Regions from separate parts of the Mus musculus genome. Here region 2 is linked to region 1. Evidence: chromatin contacts called from public Hi-C data. All regions are on one chromosome and are shown on one strand. Each heading gives the region's core, a stretch centred on a gene start, on an enhancer-like site or on the middle of the called end of the contact. The rest is flanking DNA. Distances are from core to core; before and after follow the strand shown.

What was found. A called contact is a pair of places that touch in the nucleus more often than the background predicts.
Region 2: a contact with region 1 is called in a Hi-C map of bone marrow-derived macrophages, with 24 read pairs. The contact joins two enhancer-like sites. A contact is called at or near these places in 4 of 484 Hi-C or Micro-C datasets (bone marrow-derived macrophages, liver and nephron progenitors).

Annotation. Positions count from the first base shown.
Region 1 is chr4:150,264,848-150,267,980 of GRCm38.p6, reverse strand. No RefSeq gene overlaps it. Among named protein-coding and RNA genes, the nearest start is that of Gm33415, 7.2 kb to the right of the region's middle. Within about 2 kb of position 1,255, at least 51 of the 459 cell types and tissues checked have an H3K27ac peak or open chromatin away from gene starts, as enhancers often do. A contact at or near this core is called in bone marrow-derived macrophages, where this site is marked.
Region 2 is chr4:150,418,810-150,422,314 of GRCm38.p6, reverse strand. All of the region lies in intron 2 of Rere (arginine glutamic acid dipeptide (RE) repeats), which reads right to left. Among named protein-coding and RNA genes, the nearest start is that of Gm52709, 47 kb to the left of the region's middle. Within about 2 kb of position 1,319, at least 20 of the 459 cell types and tissues checked have an H3K27ac peak or open chromatin away from gene starts, as enhancers often do. A contact at or near this core is called in bone marrow-derived macrophages, where this site is marked.

The DNA of each region.
Region 1 (3,133 bases), core at 6-2,505:
GGATCAAGCATCTTATCACTGTGCTGTGTGCATGGGGGTGGGGGTGGAGGTAATGGGGAGGGGGCGCACATTCTCCCACTGCGCTGCGTGCCTAGCCTTGGAATCTATATTTTGGTTTGAGGGTTTTGTTTTGTTTTGTTTTTTTTGGTTGTGGTTGTTGTTGTTGTTCTTTTTTGTTTTTTTCCCCGAGAGGTTTTGTTTTATTTTATTTTGCTGAAACAGAGTCTCCTTATGTAGATCAGTCCGGCCTGAAACTCACAGAGTTCGGTCTTCCTCTGGCGTCAGGACTAAAGGCATGCACCACCATATCCAGCCTCAACCAGCTTTTCACTGTTCCAGATTGCATGATAAGCAGTTTTACCCACTGAGCCAGTTCCCCAGCCTCTTTTTTTTTTTTTAATAAAAAATAGTAATTTTGGCACTTATTTATTAGTGTGATGTGTGTGTGTGTGTGTGTGACATGCTTGCTTATCGAGAGCCTAAAGGGCACACAAGAGGGAATCAGAGAACAACTTGTGGCAGTTGGTTCTTTCTTTCCACCATGTTGATTCCAGCTGCAGATCAAACTGGGGATAAAGGCACAGGCACTGTCTTTCCCGCCCTTTAAAACATGGCCTCATGTGCACCAGCCTGGCCTTGAATTTGCTGTGCTTGAAGACTCCAGGCATGCTGTGCACGCAGCTTAGGTTTTTCTCCAGTAGAGGACGAGTCTCAGCCTCCTAAAACAAACCAGAGCCATGACTCCAATAATGGCTGTCCTCCTCCTCCTCCCCATGGCCGTTTACACCCCTCGGTCTGCCCAGCGCTCCTTCCCTTGTCCACGCCTTAGCGATGTCCTCCTCTTGACACTCCCCGTGCCACACCACAGCTTGATGAGAATTCCAACTGCTCCTGGAAGGCACCGGCACCTGTCACCCAAATGAGGCTGACCATCTTCACTTTCAAATGCGTGACCACAAACCTCAAGTGGGCCCACAATGGCTCCTGGCAATCACACAACACCACTTCTCCCGGCTAATTTCTTTCCTCATTTTCCAGCCAGTTATTTCACAACCTCGGCTTTCCGCTCAAGTCTCCCTCCCGACGCTTCCTCCCGTTTGCTCTCCCTCTCGGTTGATGGATTTCTTTCCGAGTTCGTCGTGAATATTGACGCAATCAGCAGAGAAATTGCACGGACTCCTCCAGCCCCCACCCATCCATCCTTCTCTAAATCCACACTCTGGCTTCCTGCTTGCAATTAGGGATGAATCATCTATGCTCCATCAAAACCCAGCCCTCTGCTCCTTCATTCGCTCCCATCCCCTCTCATTACTCAAGGACATGGCTCAGAAACCCTCCCTCTCCAGGCTCTGCAGGTTTGGTTTGGTTTGGGTTTTTTCCTTTTTTCTCTCTCTGTTGGATCCCTCCCATTTGAATACAAATAAGATGGGTTTTATTTCTCCTCAAGTCTTTTATTCCTCTCTCTTAAAAAAAAAAAAAAACTACTTATTACTACTGTGGTGTGCACACTCATGCAGGAACCACAGCTCAGCTCCAGTGTGGAGTTAGGAGGACAGTGTGGGTTCTCTGTGAGCTTGTTAGAGCATAGCTTCCATGCAAGAGGCTTGCAAGCAGAGCCACCTCACGGGCTGGTCCTTAAGCCTTCTCTTGATTACGCTGTATACTTCTATGCTCACATTTTATGGGAAATAACTGTATTTATTCATTCATTTTTATATTGTAAACACCCCGCCCAGACCTTAGCCACTAGGGAGGCTGAGGCAAGAGTATCACACATTCAAGGCCAGTGTGACTTGATGACCCCCTGTCTCTAAATTAAAAGTTCAAAAAAGGGACTGAGAGTAGCTGAAGGGATGGCTCAGTGGAGAGATGCCTCTTCTGACCTCATCCGGCGGCACTGCACACAAAACAGTGTGCATGCATGCACACACAGGGTAGGCATCCAGGACTTGGAAGACGAAGACAAGATGAGAAGTTCGATGTCCCCTTCAGCTACATCGTGAGCTGGGGACCAGCTTGGACCTTATGCATGTTAGACAAGTGTTCCGCTACTGAGCTACAACCCTCAGCTGTCTTTGTGGGTTTTCTATTGTTGTAACAAAATGCCATAATCAAAAGCAACTTGAGGAGGAAGGGGTTTATTTAGCTTACAGCCTATCATATAGAAAGGGCAGGGCAGGAGCTCTAGGCAGAAGCCTGGTGGCAAGAGCTGAAGCAGAGGCCATGGAAGAACATTGCTTACTGGCTCGTTCTCCATGGCTTGCTCAGCCTGCTTCTTAGACAGCCCAAGACAGTCCGAAGGGAGCACCGCCCACAGTGGGCTGGGCCTTCCCACATCAATCAAAAATCAAGAAAAACGCCCCCATAGACTTGCCTAAAGAAAATTTGATGGAGGCTTTCTCTCAGTCCGTGTTCTTGATTCCCAGATGACTAGAGGTTGTGTTGAAAAAAACAAAACAACAATAGCAACAACAACAACAAACCAACCCACACAGCAGATCCATTGATTAATAGCTGTAATAGAAAAGGAAATACCACCCAGAAAGCCAAATGAGTGGGGTTTAATTTCCATCATGGATCCACTTCCTGGTTTTGTTGTGGCACACAAGGAGTTGAGAAACAATTCCCCAAACAGGAAGAAAAGAAAAAAAAAAAAGCCAAATTCAAATTTAGCCATTTGTCTTGGATCTACCAGAGAAGAGAGGTTGCAGGCCAGCTGCTCACCATAGCTGGGAAGGCGTGGAGGCCGACCTGCACGGGAACACCGCTTGACCCAGCCCAGGGTAGAGTAATCTACAATGAGCTGGAGGCTCAGTTAGGAGAGGCTTTCCTTTTGAGTTCTGGGATCTGGGGAAACGCTGGCTAAGCATTCTTTTCTAAACTGCAGCCTCAGCCCTGGAAGTTCCCTAGGATGCCAGAAGGGGGAGACAGTTTCCTAGAACTGGCGTTATAGAAGGCTGTGAGCTGCCATGTAAGTGCCGGGGTTTGAACTAAGGTCCTCTGCAAGAGCAGTAAGTGCTCTTAATTGCTGAGCCAGCTCTCCAGCTCCTAAAAATAAAGTCTTTTTTTTTTTTTTTGTAAAGAAACCATTTCACTGGTGCCTCATTGACCTGGCAAAAGCTCTGAGAGATTC
Region 2 (3,505 bases), core at 70-2,569, 150 kb before region 1:
TGTGTGTGCAAGAACCCCCCCCCCCTACCTTGAGACAGGGTTTATCTGTGTAGCCCTAGCTGTCCTGTTGACCAAGCTGGCTTTGAACTCACAGAGATCTGAATGTCTCTGCCTCCTGACTGCTGGGATAAAAGGTGTATACCACCACCACCCCGGCCATTTCACCCTTCTGCACCATTCTAAGAAGTACCTCTGTAAGGTCATACACAAGACCGTGCTCTTATTTTATGGGCTGATTATAAAAATGCTGTTGATGTCCAGCTGACACCAAAACCAAGTAAGCTTGTCCAAAGGCTACTTTGGACTTGCAGTAGCCTGACAATTTTTATCATTTGCTGTAATTTCTATAAAGTTCTAAGAGCAGTGAAATCTGTCCGCACTCTAACGCAACCCACCCTCCCCTCCCTGCTCCCTTACAGCAATGCTGCCTCCACCTATAGTTATGACATCACGTTCCCAATGTGTTTCGTCAGCCCGTCCGGATTACAAGTATCCTGAATTATCTGAAGAAAATATCCCACATAGACAACGATGTCCATTCTCTGACTCCTTGGGATGTAACATCCACAGCTCTATAGCATATAAAAAGACATCAGGGTCCATCTTATGTGCTAATCTGCCATCCACCTGCCACATTTATAATCCAAATTAGCAGAGATTTGAAGGTCAAAGTAATGAAGTATCTAAGTATCCTCCAAGGAAATGGGGGACTTCATTTTCTGTTCAGCCACTGACGGCACTTGTGCTTCTTTCTTTCTTTTTTAATTTTAAACCCGGAACTGTATTCAACACACTTCAATGAAGGGCCGCAGCTGCGCTGGGCCAATCCAACACTTAATGAGAGCTCTGCTTTTGCATGTTCTTGTAGTCATGTGAACCTCAGGAAAGCCATGTTCCGAACATCTGCTGAGACAAAATAAATCAGAATCTAGAGAGAAAAGAATCCAAGACTTCTCCATTTTAAACAAAGTGCTAAAAGCAGGTAACAGTCAAGTCTTACATGACTATACTGTTTAAGCTCTGAACCCTTGTGGTGTCTCACACCTATAATCTCAACACTCAAGAGGCAGGATTATTGGGAGTTCAAGGCCAACCTAAGCTATCTAATAAATTCCAGGCCAGCCTGGCCTACAGAGAGACCCTGACTCAAAAGAAATTAAAGAGCGAGCCCAAGCCAGCTCCACACTCACAGCAAAGAGCAGCATGTGTGTGAACCGGTGCTGCCACCAGCTTTCCCCACTGACTTGTCACAGCTGCTCTCCCCAAGGTCCCCTTTTCTCTATGCATGACAGGCCAGGTTCCGTCTCTCCCAGGGCCCTGCTTTTCTATAGTTGCATTAGAGTTTCACAGATGGTTTAGAGAAAGTCTGATTGGTTCATTGTAGAATCTTCCCAAGTCCATTTCCTCGTCCACAATTCTGCTGTCTTTTCATGGATAGCAAAAAGCTGAGGCAGCATAGCCAGAAAAGGCTTGGAAGGAAAAGTGCTTTCTGCCCAGGAAGGGTGACTCGTCCGGCTCTGTGGCTTCCTTCCCCAAGCTTTCTCTTTTGATGGAAAATGAATGAACATACCCAGTGTTAGAACTTTCATGATGACTGACACATTATATACACCAGGAGGACTGTCGGAAAGTGGTGTCTTCTGGACGTGGCAGGGAACTCATAGCAGCTGCGGGTGCCTGATGAATAGACCCAGCAAGAACAAGCCAGTCAGCCAGGCGGCATAGGTGTGTGAAGGGCTCCTAAGACCCTGTGCCGTACTGAGGAGCTGCAGGCACGCCACTGCTCCTGGGGAGGGGAGCCAGCTCTTCCTTCAGGGATGGGCCACTGACAGGCTGCTGATGCTCCAGTGGACATCCAAAACAGAAGAGGACAGGACTTTGAGAGGAAGATGTTTGTGTGAGGCTCTGAGAAAGAGTTGTGGGGGATAGGGGTGGATATGATCAAATACACTGTATTTGTATCAAGATGATAGCTATTCCCTGTGGGAGGAAATGTGGAAGGATAATACTAAGCCATTTTACCCATTATTTTCCTGAGTTCATGTGCTACGATTCATGAATTTAAAGATAAATTTGAATCAAAAACATAATAAAAATATTAACATAATAAGCCAATGTAATATATTAAAAAAAGAAACTAATTAAAAAGTAAACACTAAAACTGAACATAAGAAGTCAATAACAGGTGTTAGTGGCACATGCCTTTAATCCCAGCACATGGGAGGTGGAGGCAGACAGGTCTCTGTGAGTTCAAGGTCAGCCTGGACTACATATAGACCAAGTTCTAGGACAGCCCAGAGCACCCCAGAGAAACCCTGTCTCAAAAAGACAAATAGAAACCAAACAGGGACCCCAGTAGTAAGGAGATAGCACAAACTATTTACTACCTTCTGCCAGGATCTAAAACCACCTTCCAGAGGCAGATGAAACCAGATGGGGCCAGACAGAACAAAGCTGACAGCACCTTCCCTGAAAAGAGCACAACTAAGTCTGGTTCTAAGGAGTCTACCCCTGGGGTTCACAAACAGCAAGAACGCGTGACAGTTTCTCCCACACACTGGCTAGCACCGATGCTGACTCAAACCATTATCCTCTCTCTGTCTTTTTGTCATACTCTTGTTGTTGTCTTTTAGCATACTCTCCTGTATGAATTTGTTTCAAAAGGGAATTCATGGATGTGCCTTCCCAGAAAGCATAGGGACTGGTAGCAAATTTCCTGGAATACCAGAACACTGAAAAGCTGAAGTTAGGTCAGGCAGATAGATGATGGCACACATTTGTAATACCACCACTCAGAAAGCTGATGCAGGAAGATAATACATCTTAAGCTAGCCTGCCTAAATATCGAACTCCAGGCCGGCCTGGGTTGCACAGTGACAGCTTCTCATTAACAAGTAAGTAAATGGACAAGTGGGACAAATCCAAGCTGACTATGTGACAGCTACTTGGGAACTGAAGGCCAGCCTGAACCTTATAGGAGTACCTCTCCTCTAAAATTAAAGTATTAAAATTAGAATTTTAATAAAATGGAAACCATTTTATTAAATCAGAGACTGATGGGGAGGTTACCATGAGTCTAAGGCCAACCAGGACTACAGAATAAGACCCTGACAAAGTCTAAATGTTTAAAAAACAAAACAAAAAAACACCACTATATTGAAGTGCTTATCACAATACAAGGAAAACTGTACAACATAATACTGCACGTATTTCTTTTTTTTTTTTTAAAGATTTATTTTATTAATATATGCAAGTACACTGTAGCTGTCTTCAGACACTCCAGAAGAGGGAGTCAGATCTTGTTGCGGATGGTTGTGAGCCACCATGTGGTTGCTGGGATTTGAACTTTGGACCTTCGGAAGAGCAGTCGGGTGCTCTTACCCACTGAGCCATCTCACCAGCCCTGCACATATTTCTAACTGACTAAGAAATTTTACTAGCTCTGACTCCCTTAAGAGCATTCATAATCGCAACGTGACAGCGAATATAAGATATCTGAGCACGT